Regions from separate parts of the Mus musculus genome. Here region 2 is linked to region 1. Evidence: chromatin contacts called from public ChIA-PET data. All regions are on one chromosome and are shown on one strand. The core of a region is the stretch at or near the end of the contact, and the rest is flanking DNA. Distances in the headings are between cores, read along the strand shown. Region 1 has its middle 77 kb from the start of n-TEttc7. Region 2 overlaps Atp10a (ATPase, class V, type 10A).

Region 1 (6,580 bases), core at 1,366-3,865:
GGATTCCAGTGTAGACCAAAGATCAGGTGAGATATCCACCATAATGGACTGAATAACTGCAGAATTCTTAGCCTTTCCTTTGTGTCCAGAATGAACCATTGTTGGACTGGCTAGAACACAGTCTGTAAACATTCTAATCAATTTCCGCAGAAGGGGTTTGGGAAGTAAGTGTGTATGTGTGACTGTGTGTGTGTGTGTGTGTGTGTGTGTGTGTGTATTCTATTACTTCTGGTTCTCTAAAGATCCCGAACTAATACACTAAACTGCAGTTTTAAAAAATTGAAACTGCATAAATTCATGAATTTAAGTTCTTTATATCATAGATGTTTGTTTTTCCCAAGTTAATCTGTAATATTCATTACAATTCCTATTGAAATTACATTAATTTTCCTCTTTTAATGTATATTTTGAGAAGCTGACTATAGAAATTCACAGAAATGATTGCAAAAGCTATAGATATCTTTGGCATTCCCAAAGTCATAGAACCTAGAAAACGACAAAGCTATAGTTACAGCAGAGTAGCACTGCACAGGGCCAGACATGTGATAAATGGAAAGAACATGTTGCCTAGAAACAGACACATATTCAGAGCTCGATTTCCTGCAGACTTGTCTGTCAGTGAAAATAAATGTGATATAAATAGTGCCTTTGATAAAAAATTAATTGAACCCTGTTTCACAGCATGCATGCACACACACAAGAAAATTAAAGGTCGTGGGTAGGTGGATTAAAGACCAAGTAAATCTAAACATAAGTGTATGAACAAGAAAAAAATCATTTTTTAATGCTAGATGTCACATAGAAGACAGGGATTGATGTGTTGCCCAGTACTCAATATTGAGAAAGAAGAGAGGAAAGGGGAGGAGAGAAAGGGCGAAGGAAGGAGAATTAGGAGGAAAAGAATAGGGAGAGCAAGAGAGGGGAAGGGATAAGAGATAGAGTGATATGGGGAGTCAGAGGAGAAGGGAGGACAAGAGAAGACAGCAGTTCTTTATTTGAAAGAAAGAAGATGCCAGAGCAGACCAAACATCCACCCCAAAAGTTGAACATATGAATATATTATAATAATTAATTAAAGGACTGTCACCCAAGAGGGGTAAACAAATTAATTATTCTGTTTGACAGCATAAGGGCAAAACTCAGGAATTAGCTGAGTAAAAAAAAAAAAAAAAATGAAGATATTATTGAGTTTATATTGGTTGGACATGCCAAGCTAGGCAATCTGGGTGGTGAATCATCAATTGAAGGTATAATTATATGCATGATAATCATAACAAAGCAAGGATTTGGTCTGGACAGGAAGCTCAGCAGTTAACAGCACTTGTTGCCTTTGCAGAGGAACAGGGTTTGGTTCTATCATAGTCAATGGTCGATTGCTGTGAAGAGACGCCATAAGCAAAACATTATAATGGGAAACATTTATTAGGGATTGCTTACATTTTTGGAGGATTATTCCATTATCTCCCTGGTAGGAAGCATGATGGCACACAGGCAGACATGGTGTGGAGAAGGAGCAGAGAGAATCTGGATCCACAGGCAACAGAAAGAGACAGTGACCCACTTAGGTTCTAAAGAACCTCAAAGCCCACCCCAAGTAACACACTTTCTCCCACAAGGCCATACCTTCTAATCTTTTCAACAGTCCCACCCCCATGACTAAGCATTCAAACCTGTGAGTCTATGGGGTCATTCTCATTTAAATCCCAAGGGGTTCCCAGCATCAGACATGGATGCCCACAGCTGTAAGTGTAACTCCAATTACAGGGTATCAGATACTCTTACATGTTTTTAAAAAAAAATAAAGAAAAGCAATGATGGAACAGAGAGAGGGTGAGTAATGGACAATAGCTTTCCACATTCAATAGCACACAGGATACTTGCAGTCAGCCACAGTCAAAGGAATGTTTCAGAACAGCTCATTGGAAGCACTTCAGTGTTACCACGTGGGGAAGTGGCAGGTATTCGAGGTGACAGAAATGCCAGTTATGGTGACCTGACTGTTCCACGATACACTTGTGTACACCACCACCACAGTGCATGTGTGATTACTGTATATCAAGTAAAAATCAAAATGAAAGTCAAAAGTAAAGAAACATACTAAAGCCTGCCGTATTCCCTATTATACTAGGGGGAGTAACCAGGATGAGGGGAGATTTTATGTTTTATATATTTTTATCTTAAATGAACTTGTGCACATATTTCAATATATATCAAGGATTTGCCCAAAACATCGATAAAATCTTCACCTCCCAAAACTGGTTTAGAAATGTCTCCTCGTAAATAAACAGGGAACCAAATAAACCATTGGAGGCTGACAAAATTTTTCACTGTTTAGAGGGAAATACTCATAATTTTTACAAAGAGATTCTGTAGAAAAAGCTATGTTCAGTTGGTGGTTGTAAACCAGAAGTATGACTCCAGCCCTGATGAGTTGCAACAAATGAGATAAGTGTGAAGACAAAGGGCCCAGCTGGCCGTAATCTCTGAGCAAGTATCTGAGGTTCTACTTGGAAAGTGAAATCAAAGTGGAGTTAATAGAACTTTTTCTATTGTTAGGCAATAGGCAACCCTAGACAGGATGTGATTTGACAGTTATACGGTTTGGGAGATGACTGTACAGCTAATTCTCTCTGAGAAACCCTTGTTCAGTTCACTAACAATAACACAGCAGAGACCTGAGGTGACATTAAGGAAATAAAAGTCAATGACTTCCTCCAAGCTAGAAAGACTGTGTTCCTCACAGAGTGTCCTGGTAGCAAGTGAGTCACACTGAAGAGTGTGAGCACACGGAGCCAGCGATGTTCACTTAACGTATTCTGGAGTTGAAAATGTGCCTAGTTGGTTATTCAGAAATTCCCTTGGGAGGAAAGTCATCAGGAGACCACACTCAGGTAAAACATTGCCTTTCTGTGTGCTAAGGAACAAAGAATGGATTGCAAGAATGCTCCAAACAAGATTATGAATGACAACAACATGCTCAGGATTCAAGAAAGATGTTGTCTTCATTAGGATTTCTATTGCTATGAAGAGGCACCATGACCACAAAAATTCTTATGATGAAAAACATTTCATTGGGGCTGGCTTTCAGTCTAAAGGTTATGTCCACCATTGTCATGGCAGGAAGCATGGTGGCATGCAGGCAGACATGGTGCTGGCCAGTTAACTGAGAATTCTACACCTGGATCCACAGGCAGCAGGAAAAGTCTGAACTTTTGAAACCTCAAAGCTTATGCCCAGTGACACACTTCTTCCATCAATGTCACAACGTACTGCAACAAGGCCAATTGTCCCAATCCTTTCAAGTAATGCCATTTACTATGAGCCAGTCGGGACCATTTTCATTCAAACAAGCACAGGTGTGTCTATTCCTAAGGGAGGCAAAGTTCTGTATGAACTCACCCTGGAAAGTTTTTGTTTTATTATGTTGCTAATATTTCAAGTTATCATTTAATAAATGTTAATTTTATCATTCTTAACCTCCTTATGCATTTATAACCTACAGGAAATTTTTTTAAAATTCTCTCACAAATTTTGTTTTGTTTTTTCAAGACAATGTAGACCAAGCTGTCCTTGAACTCATGGGTGATCCTCTTGCCTTTGTTTTCTGAATGCTGAGATTTCTGGTATGGATTAGCACCCCAAATCTAATCATACACACACACACACACACACACACACACACACACTCACACACACACACATCGCCGCTGCCATCATCGTTGTCTTCATGTCATCGTCGTCATCATCATCATTACTCTAAAATTAATCTCCATGCTTCTTACAATCCCTGTGCATCCTCTTGGCTTGCAGGAATTTAGTTATGGTTCTAAGCTACAGTCAAGTGAAATGTGCTCAGCTGTGTTCAGAGTAGCATGGCTTCTGCATTTTTGTGGGTTGGAGAACTGAACCACTGCCTCTAGAAGCCCTGTGTTAAAGGCTTGATCTCAAGACTTTGGGACTATTGGTAGGTAGTAGGAGGTGGGGCTTATAGATGGAGTACATTAGGACACTTGGTCTAAGGGCATGCCCCTGAAGCTGCCTGTAGGACTATGGTCTTTCTTCTCACTTTGCTTTCTAGCTACCATGTAGTTAGTACTTTCCTGACCATATGACACCACAATGATGCACTGACTCCTCACAGCCCCAAAAGAAATAGAGTAAGAAATAGAGTCAAAATAAGCATTTTCACTTTTTTCTTTTTCTTTTATTAGGTTTTTTTCATTTATATTTCCAATGCTATCCCAAAAGTCCGGCATATCCTCCCCCCACCCACTCCCCTACCCACACACTCCCACTTCTTGGCCCTGGCATTCCCTTGTACTGAGGCATATAAAGTTTGCATGACCAATGGGCCTCTCTTTCCACTGACTAGGCCATCTTCTGATACATACACAGCTAGAGACACGAGCTCCGGGGGGTAATGGTTAGTTCATATTGTTGTTCCACCTATAGGGTTGCAGATACCCCCAGCTCCTTGGTTACTTTCTCTAGCTCCTATATTGGGGGCCCTGTGATCCATCCAATAGCTGACTGTAAGCATCCACTTCTGTGTTTGCTAGGCCCCAGCATAGTCTCACAAGAGACAGCTATATCAGGGTCCTTTCAGCAAACTCTTGCTAGTGTATGCAATGGTGTCAGCGTTTGGAGGCTGATTATGGGATGGATCCCCCTATATGAGAGTCTCTAGATGGCCCATCCTTTTGTCTCAGCTCCAAACTTTGTCTCTGTCACTCCTTCCATGGTTGTTTTGTTCCCAATTCTAAGAAGGGGCAAATTGTCCACACTTTGGTCTTCATTCTTCTTGAGTTTCATGTGTTTTGCAAATTGTCTCTTATATCTTGGGTATTCTAAGTTTCTGGGCTAATATCCACTTATCAGTGAGGAACACTCCTCCATTGTTGGTGGGATTGCAAGCTTGTACAACCACTCTGGAAATCAGTCTGGTGGTTCCTCAGAACATTGGACATAGTACTACCGGAGCATCCCACAATACCTCTCCTGGGCATATATCCAGAAGATGTTCCAACTGGTAAGAAGGACACATGCTCCACTATGTTCATAGCAGCCTTATTTATAATAGCCAGAAGCTGGAAAGAACCCAGATGCCCCTCAACAGAGGAATGGATACAGAAAATGTGGTACGTTTATACAATAGAGTACTACTCAGCTATTAAAAAGGATGAATTTATGAAATTCCTAGGCAAATGGATGGACCTGGAGGGCATCATCCTGAGTGAGGTAGCCTTTTCACTTTTTAAGCTGATCATCTCAGGAATGTATTACAGTAACAAGAGGCTAACATTTGCTTCCTCATCTGATGAAGAGGGCTGTGAAAATAAGTACATGTAAACACAGAAACATAGATCAAAGTACATTTTCTTTATGCACAAACTCCAGGCTATCCCATGACAGCAGAATGAATTCAACTTAGAAGTGTAGAGGTCAGAAGTTCTTACATGCAGTGAGGTTTTTCATGCATACCGCATCTTTTCTTTGGACAGAATTGCCCCATCCTTGAGACATGTGGAGATGGAGCAGCCAAGTTATTTAGGCCATGAAGATGAAAGATTTTTCTACCAGTATCCAGGAATACATCCTTTAATTAAGGATAAGCATGGGACAAGAACAGGAAACCCCTTGGGCACGGATGTGTCTGGAAAGAAAGTGAGAATGGCCATTAAACATACATCACAGTGACTCACCACGGTACTCACTCATTTCAGTGGTCACTGAATCCTCTGTGTGTAGCACTCCTCCTGACCCAGATGCTCACCTCAGCTGTGGACATAAATGGCTTTTCTTTATCAGAAGCTTTCTGAGAACTCAAAGTCCCAACTCCCTTGAATCTTCAGGGCTGCCCTTGTCACTAAGCTGAGCATCTGTACCTCTCAGAGGCTGGATCCTTCCCACCAGATTTTTCTGTCCATGTTCAAGGGGAGAAGATTGGACCAGCTTTGCCAATTCTACCTCTTCTGTTAAGAGAGAGCCTTCCATTCTCAGGTGCCCCATGACAGCAGAGTGGGTAGGAATGTCAAAGCAGGGATCTAAGACTAAGCAGCAGGAACATGAAGACAGCTGTCTCTGAGCATCATACAATGACAGTCTCAATGAAACCTAGAACATCCTCTAGAAAGAAAAAGCATCCCTGTACTAGAGGCTGTGAAAACACTTGCCTTGCTAGGAGAATTAAAACATTTTGACACACATTGGAAACAACATTAAACATAATTACTGCTATTGTAGTCATTAGCAATTATTTTATTAGCAACAGCATGTCTTTCTGGCCTTTGTCTTATATCCTTGCCACAATATGCTACCTAACTTGAATACCATACTCTGTCTTTTATTGCCTTCTAGCTGAGAGTCAGAGCTTAGAGAAGCCAAGCATGTCTGACCTCAGCTACTGATGCAATGAAATATACTTTCTTGGATGGTACCACATCCATAGTCTTTTTATAATGCAACAAAGGGGACTGCTTTGCAATAACTAGACTATCTATGACTGGATATGTTGTTACCTTGGTCATTCCCTGTTAAAAATCAGTGGTGGGGTTGAGGAAGCAGAATAGCGTCTAAAAGC
Region 2 (6,859 bases), core at 3,672-6,171, 280 kb after region 1:
ATGCAACTGTATTCTTTGAAGCACAAGGAGCCTGTTTGCTGGGGTGAACGATCTTAGAACGGATGCTGCAGGACTAGCTCTAGTTGTGTTGCTGTATCCTAGTCACAAACCTGCAGCCAGAATTCTGTCCAGTTTCCTTGGGGAGGACAGACACACATAGCAACTGTGTTTAACTTGGCCACTCACTCAAACTTACTCATGCAGTCAACCCTCACATGCGTGCCATTGGTGTCCAGTGGTGTTTTTCTTGGCTACAGTATGAGAAGTTAAAGGGGAAAAGGTGTTTTGAAACTCCAGTTGAGGGCTCTGGTGGGAGGACCATTCTGCCAGAGATGCCTTTAGAGGCCCACTATCATCTTGGTAGACCTCCCACCCTAACCCTAAATGTAGTGGGAGTGGAAAAGGGTAGAATGATACACTGCTTAGGGGCAATGGAGCTGGGCAGTAGGTGGGGCTGAGTGAAGCCTGGCTATAACATGGTTATAACATAGCTTTGAGGTTTTGGTCAAATCAGTTCTCACCCAGATTCATGGACATGGTAGGACCACAAGATCTCTTGAGTCCCCCTCTGCCCTCTTCCACTATGTAGTACATTTTTTTTGAAAAAATTGCAAAGACCTTGCAATGGATGCTATCAATTAGGAACAAAGAGAATGAGTGTGCACCTGTGCCCCAGTTATCACAGCCTTCCAACCTCTGTGATCACTGTGTGCTTACCATCTGACTCTAAATTTGCCCTTAGCAGCTGGCAGGTGTGAGGTTGTGAGTGGCTCTGTTTTACAAAGGCAATCAACACACAAGAATATAAGGTTCACTTGTGAGAGAGATGCAGCCAAAGGCATGCTCTTTCTGCACACTACATTCATAGGTCCAGCTTCCTCAGGAAAGAAGAGACTCAGCACTAAAGGGTGAAGATTTCAGTTGAACCCTGGTTTGTTATTGCAATATAATGATTTTATTCCATCCTTCTGTAGGAAGGCTATGGGGCTGATCAGGATTTCTTGTTTTACGACTACTGCACCAAAATACTCTGGCAAAAGAAACTTAAGGGAGAACCATATTTAGCTCATAGTTCCAAGTTAAGAACCCGTCATGGCAGGGAGGTCACATTAGGTCTGTAGTCAGAAGAAGAAATCAGTGCATATATACATATTAGTGCTCAGGTTGTTTTCTATATTCTATAATCACCCAGGATTATAGAACTGCCTGTGGAATGGTGCCACTCACAGTGGGCATGTCTTTCCACCTCAATTAATTAAGATAATTCCCCTTAGACATGGTCAGAGTCCCATGTTTCTCTAGTGGACAGTTTACCCTAACTAACACAGCTATCTACCTTGGGACTGGTTGGAGCTCTTGGTGCTACTGCAATGTTGTAAATGACTGTGAGAGAAAAGAGTGAAAACTTTTTCCAGGAGAAAGGGCCTGGATGGTATCAACTGCTGTCACACAGTAAGGGCTTTGGTGGCACTCAAAGTAAGGGTTGGATTTTTGCCAGTTCGAACATCTTATCAGATCCTCTGTCAGTGAAGGAAGACCCAAGTACCTCTGTCTGCAGAATTTTCTCTGTGTCCTAGTTAGCTCCACCATGCATGTTCTGCTCTCTCTGTTCCACATGGACTGGACCTTCCTCATGAGCCTTGTCTTCCCTGTAACCCTTACTTGGGGGCTCTCCCTGTCATCCTGTTGTCAGTGCTCACCCCACAGAAGGATTTCAGTGTGTGTTCCACCTCACAGCCAAGGAAGGTGGTTTAACTGTCAGGGGACCAGTGCATGAGAGACCTGGGCTTTCAGTTGGATTTGTCTGGCTGTTTTGTCCTTTGTCCTCACAGTTAATCAGTGGTTTCCAGTCTTTCCTGTCATGTATCTCAACCTGAAAAAGGCTTGAGTGTTTATTTCCTTATAAATTAGATTATGCATGTTAGGTTGAAATGTTTTGCAATTTTCTGTTATTCTTGGGATCTAATCCTGGTCTTTATACGTGAGAGACAAACTGTCCATGCACGCTCAACCTCCATTAGTAGGTCAGAATACTAGTATTCAGCTTGAGAATTCCTAGTCAAAAATCTAAAATTCTCCAGAACCTAAGTGTTTTTGATGATATCACTGACATAATGATATCATGTTTTATAAAATTTTGTTTCATGAACAAAATTATTTTTTTTAAAAAATTATAAAAGTGCTTCAGACTATAACTTATATATAAAATGTAATGAATTTTGTTTTTAGATTTGGGCATGCCCTCAAGATATATCATAATGTATATGTAAGTATCCCAAAATAAAAAAGAAATCACAACTGAAAAAAATCTCTGGCCCTAAACACTTATAATTTGCCATATTTTATGTCCATCATGAAGGTGAAAAGGGAGAAAGATTTAAGGATAAGGTTTAAAATAAGTGTCAACAGAGGCCTACCCCTTGTTGCTTCTCCCTGATAATTGAGCTGCCACTAGCTGTATATATATACCCTTTGCAGGTCCTTGGATGGATGTGCAGGTAATAGTTTCCACTAGTCACACATTACTAGAGCCTACTCTTACATGTGTATGACCAAGGAGGCTGGACAATCAGAATTCCAGTGCTAAGACTCTGGACAAAATAGACCTTACATTTGAGTACAGTAGGACTCTTCGAACTTAAACTCTAACTCCCTTTCCTGTGCTTTAGTTTCTTATGTTTTTTTTTTTTCTTGCTTTGGTCTACATGTCTTGGTGGAGTTCATGTGATTGATGGCTGTAGGTTTGACAGGAGGGCTCCCCATTAGCTCTATGTTCAGCAGTACTCAAGCACCCCTTGTCTGTCTTGTGAGGATCAAGGCAGGACCACTCTCGTCCCATAGACAGTGAATGGATGTCTGGGAAGCATTGAGAGTGTAGGCTGAGTAGACTTGCTATCTGATTCTGGTCCCCTTGTAGCACAAAGAGGGTTCCTTCCATTTGTTCATTTTAATCCTCACAAGGGTTAGGAATTTCGCAAGAATGCCTGTGGCTGGCCAATTGAGCACTGTTTTAATCATCTTGTGCAGGAAAAGTTACTGAAGCCTGTTTGGCTCAAGTGCTGATCTTAGCAGTGTGTTTTCTGTAGGTGTGAGTGAAAGATGAGAGTGGCTGAAGGGTACATCAGCACCAGACAGCAGGGTTCTTCCACTTCCCAATGGGACACTGAAGGGAATGAGAGAGATAAGTAAGAGAAAGGAATGGTGACAGAGAGGGAATTAAAGTCTTGTTTGTCCCTAAGTGGGGCCAGTTACGTGGTCTATGTGGCCCAGTTGCCTTGTATGTCTACATCAGTTAAACAATATTGCCTGTGCTGTCCTCAGAATCAGAGACAGATTAAGGTACAGTTTGTCATAGCTGAATATCTTTCCTGAAAGTTCTACTGAAAACCTGCTCAACTTAATATGCTGGTGGTGTTTGGAGGTGAGGTCTCAGGGATGTAATCAGAATTAAATCCGGTCATAAAATAGAGCTTCCATATGATGTTTGTGGCATTATAAGAATAAGAAGATTGTCTTGGAACATTATGCCTCCTAGTATACTATGAAGGAACAAGGAGGTTCTTACTAGATGTGGGTTCTATGATGTTGGACTTTCCAGTTTCCTACCATGTCCCATGTTTTGCTATAGTAATTGAAAGGGACATAGCTTTTGTTCAGTGTAAAATTAGTACAGTTGTGAGTAGTTAGTTGTGAGTAGTTTGTTCTAAGGTCCTAGTGGGAAACAAGCAGAGGAAGATGAGGAGTTTATATGACTTGAGTGGGGGAGGGTTTGAGTCAATGAAAGGCAGATTGGAGCAACTCTTATAAAGAAGAACATTTAATTGGGACTGGCTTACAGTGTCAGGAGTTTAGTCCATTGTCATCATAGCAGGATGGATGGTAGCCTGCAGGCAGACATGAGCTAGATGATCAGAGAGTTCTACATCTTGATATGAAGGCAGCCAGGAAGAGATTGGGAGACTGTGTTCCACATTGGATAGATCTTGAGCACAGCAGACCTCACAGCGCCCCCTCACAGATGACTCATTTATTCCAACAATGCTACACAAACCCTAACAAGGCCACATCGCCTAGAAGTGCCACTCCCTATGGGCCAAGCATTCAAACACATGTGTCTGTTGGGGCCAAACCTATTCAAACCACCACACCCAGTGTGGGGAGGAATAAGGAAAGTTTGAGTGTCCTAAAAGTGAGTCCTGAGCTGAAGTGAAGGGAGTTGCCGCCAACTGGAACCTTGCTGTCATCTGGAGTTAATCAGCTTTGCCAGTTGCTAATACCCTGAACCTAATAAACAGATGCTATATTTATTAGCTGGAATAAAAAAAAAAAGGAAGCCCAGTTGCACTGACAGTCATTTCATTAAATTTACACAGCCAGGCTGTGAATGCTTTTAATCCAAGCACTTGAGAGGCAGAGGAAGGTGAATCCCTGAGTTTGAGCCCAGCTTAGTCTACAGAGTAAATTCCAAGACTACAGCCAATGCTACACAGCGAAACCCTCTTTTGAAAAAAGACAAAACAACAACAAAAATATTATATACACATGTATTTTAGATTTTGGAAAATTAAATCAGGACTCTAAGCAGGTAATGTTGCAAACTTTGTGAGTGTGTGGAGGTGGAAAGCAATTGTGTTCTTAAAATCACAGTCTCCATAAGAGGAAGCTAGCTTTCATTGATCAGACGACAGTGCTGCTCCTGTTAGCTAGCTTTTTTAGCTTCCTCTTAAAATTTTTCTCAAAAAATAAAGGGAAAACTAGTGTACCACCAAGGAAAAACACACATATGCGAACACACACACACACACACACACACACACACACACGTTGCCAATTTCAACTACTTGTCTTTATACTTGTTCTATTGAGGTGAGGTTGACACATTGCCTACTGTGCATAGTGAAAGTGTGCAGGTGCAGGAAAGAGCCCTGGCAAAAGTGAGAAACCCCACAACAGTCAGGCAACTGTCATACTAAAGCTGGGAGGCGCTTTCTGCACTTCTTCCTGTGTTCCCAAACTATTGATCTTTAAGTCACTTAAGACTGGGGTTTTCGAGAAAGTTGTATAAATGCACATTGTAAATTTTGGACCTGGCTTTTTTTCACTCAGTATGTATGTTTAGAAGTTGGGCTACATTGTGTGGATGAATAGTTTCTTCCTTTTTTTTTATAGCTAATAGTATTCAATATAATATAGCTATATATACTGTATTGACTTATTCAGCAGTTGATAGACATTTGAGGTAATAACAGTATGGGGTTAACAAAAAAGAAAAGAAGATGTGGACTAACTTGATCAGTTGGGAAATTTTCTAAAAGGGCTAAGCCATTTTGCAACCTACCAGCAGGGCACAAGTTTTCCATTTTCTCCTCACTCTCAGAGGCACTTGGCATTGAGGAACGGTCACCCAGTGCGCATGCTTGAATTGTGGTGTCATAAATAATGTATGATTTGCCACACTGTCACTTTAAATGTACACTTTAATGATAAACACTTCTTTCAGGTATTGTATAGTGTTAGCACATTTTGCCCCTAAAAATCTATCATATTTCAAACAGAAACTCATAAAAATACCAGGCAGGAGCTGTCATTTTCTCCATCTTCTAGCCCCTGGTCATCTACCTGCTTCTGTCTACACATTTGCCCTGTGTGATTCTGTGTTCAGCCTTTAACAACTTCCTGTTTATTCTCACTTGTGATGCCCAGAAGCTCCAATAGCTCCGCTTCCTTGCCAACACTGCCTTTACTCTTTTGGGAGATGTTTTCATAGATCAGAAATTTTACCAGTGATTTTTGTTTTCACAATGCTAGGTGCAACCAGTTGCCTTTTGCCTTTTTGCTCATTCTAGTTCTTTACCCTTGTTTTGTTTTTGCACTAGGTTTTATTATGCAGTTTGCAGTAGCCTGAAACTTACTGTTACCAGACTGATCTTGAGCTCACAACAATTCCCCTGCCTCATGAGTGCTCAGAGGTATAAGCCACACAGTTGGCTCATGTCCTTTTTGTTTTCGATTGTTACTTTTCTACTCTTCTATTAAATTCTTGTTGGACATATGATTACAATGTTCTGTGGGCTACCAGAAGATATTATTGTAAACAATTCTTTTCATTCTAATGACAACATCCCTTCATGTCCCCATGTTCCTACTATTTATAAAGTTCTTTTTACCCATTTGTCGCTTGTACATTTGCTCATATATTTTAAAGACCATCATTTTATACTTCAGGAATATTTGCCACATATTCAGCTAATAATTTAATGGTTTTAACTCATATTTATATCACTGACTGACACTGTATTATCTTTTATGTGTAGTGTCATATAGGCCTCCAAATACATTCATTTTTGTTTGTTTTCATGTGTAGTGTATGTGTATGTTCATGCTGGTGTGTGTGTCTGTGTGCACTAGAGGTAGACATGAGTGTCTTCCTAAATCACTATCTTATTATTTGAAACATCTCTCATTGAATCTAGGTCTCGCTAATGTGGCTAGACTGGCTGTCGAATTGGCAATGAATTCTGGGAGTCCACTTATTAGTGTTACTCCCAGCCCTTGTCTGACAGACATCAGATCTTTCCATGGGTGCCAGGAATCTGAAGTCCAATCTTCATGATTTTGTGGCAGGCAGTAACCAACTGAGCCATCTCCTTAGTTCTTTGCTTTCTTTTGTTTGAGACAGGGTCTCACTGTATAGCACTGGCTGACCCAGAACCCAATACATACCAGGATGGCCTTGAATTTATAGTGATCTGTGCCTCTGCCTCCTGAGTGCTGGGCAAATATTCCTGTATAAGTAGAAACTCAGTTGATCTGGCAATATTTGTTGAATACTTATTTTTCCCATTCACAGACATTATAC

The links. ChIA-PET counts read pairs in DNA pulled down with a chosen protein or histone mark.
Region 2: an RNA polymerase II ChIA-PET map of memory CD8 T cells shows a contact between it and region 1, with 8 read pairs. The contact joins two enhancer-like sites. A contact is called at or near these places in 2 of 115 datasets of contacts at active chromatin or transcription factors (effector CD8 T cells and memory CD8 T cells).

Annotation. Positions count from the first base shown.
Region 1 is chr7:58,472,791-58,479,370 of GRCm38.p6, forward strand. No RefSeq gene overlaps it. Among named protein-coding and RNA genes, the nearest start is that of n-TEttc7, 77 kb to the left of the region's middle. Within about 2 kb of position 2,616, at least 24 of the 459 cell types and tissues checked have an H3K27ac peak or open chromatin away from gene starts, as enhancers often do. A contact at or near this core is called in effector CD8 T cells and memory CD8 T cells, where this site is marked.
Region 2 is chr7:58,754,555-58,761,413 of GRCm38.p6, forward strand. The region is part of intron 2 of Atp10a (ATPase, class V, type 10A); the gene reads left to right. Among named protein-coding and RNA genes, the nearest start is that of Gm39019, 27 kb to the left of the region's middle. Within about 2 kb of position 4,922, at least 17 of the 459 cell types and tissues checked have an H3K27ac peak or open chromatin away from gene starts, as enhancers often do. A contact at or near this core is called in effector CD8 T cells and memory CD8 T cells, where this site is marked.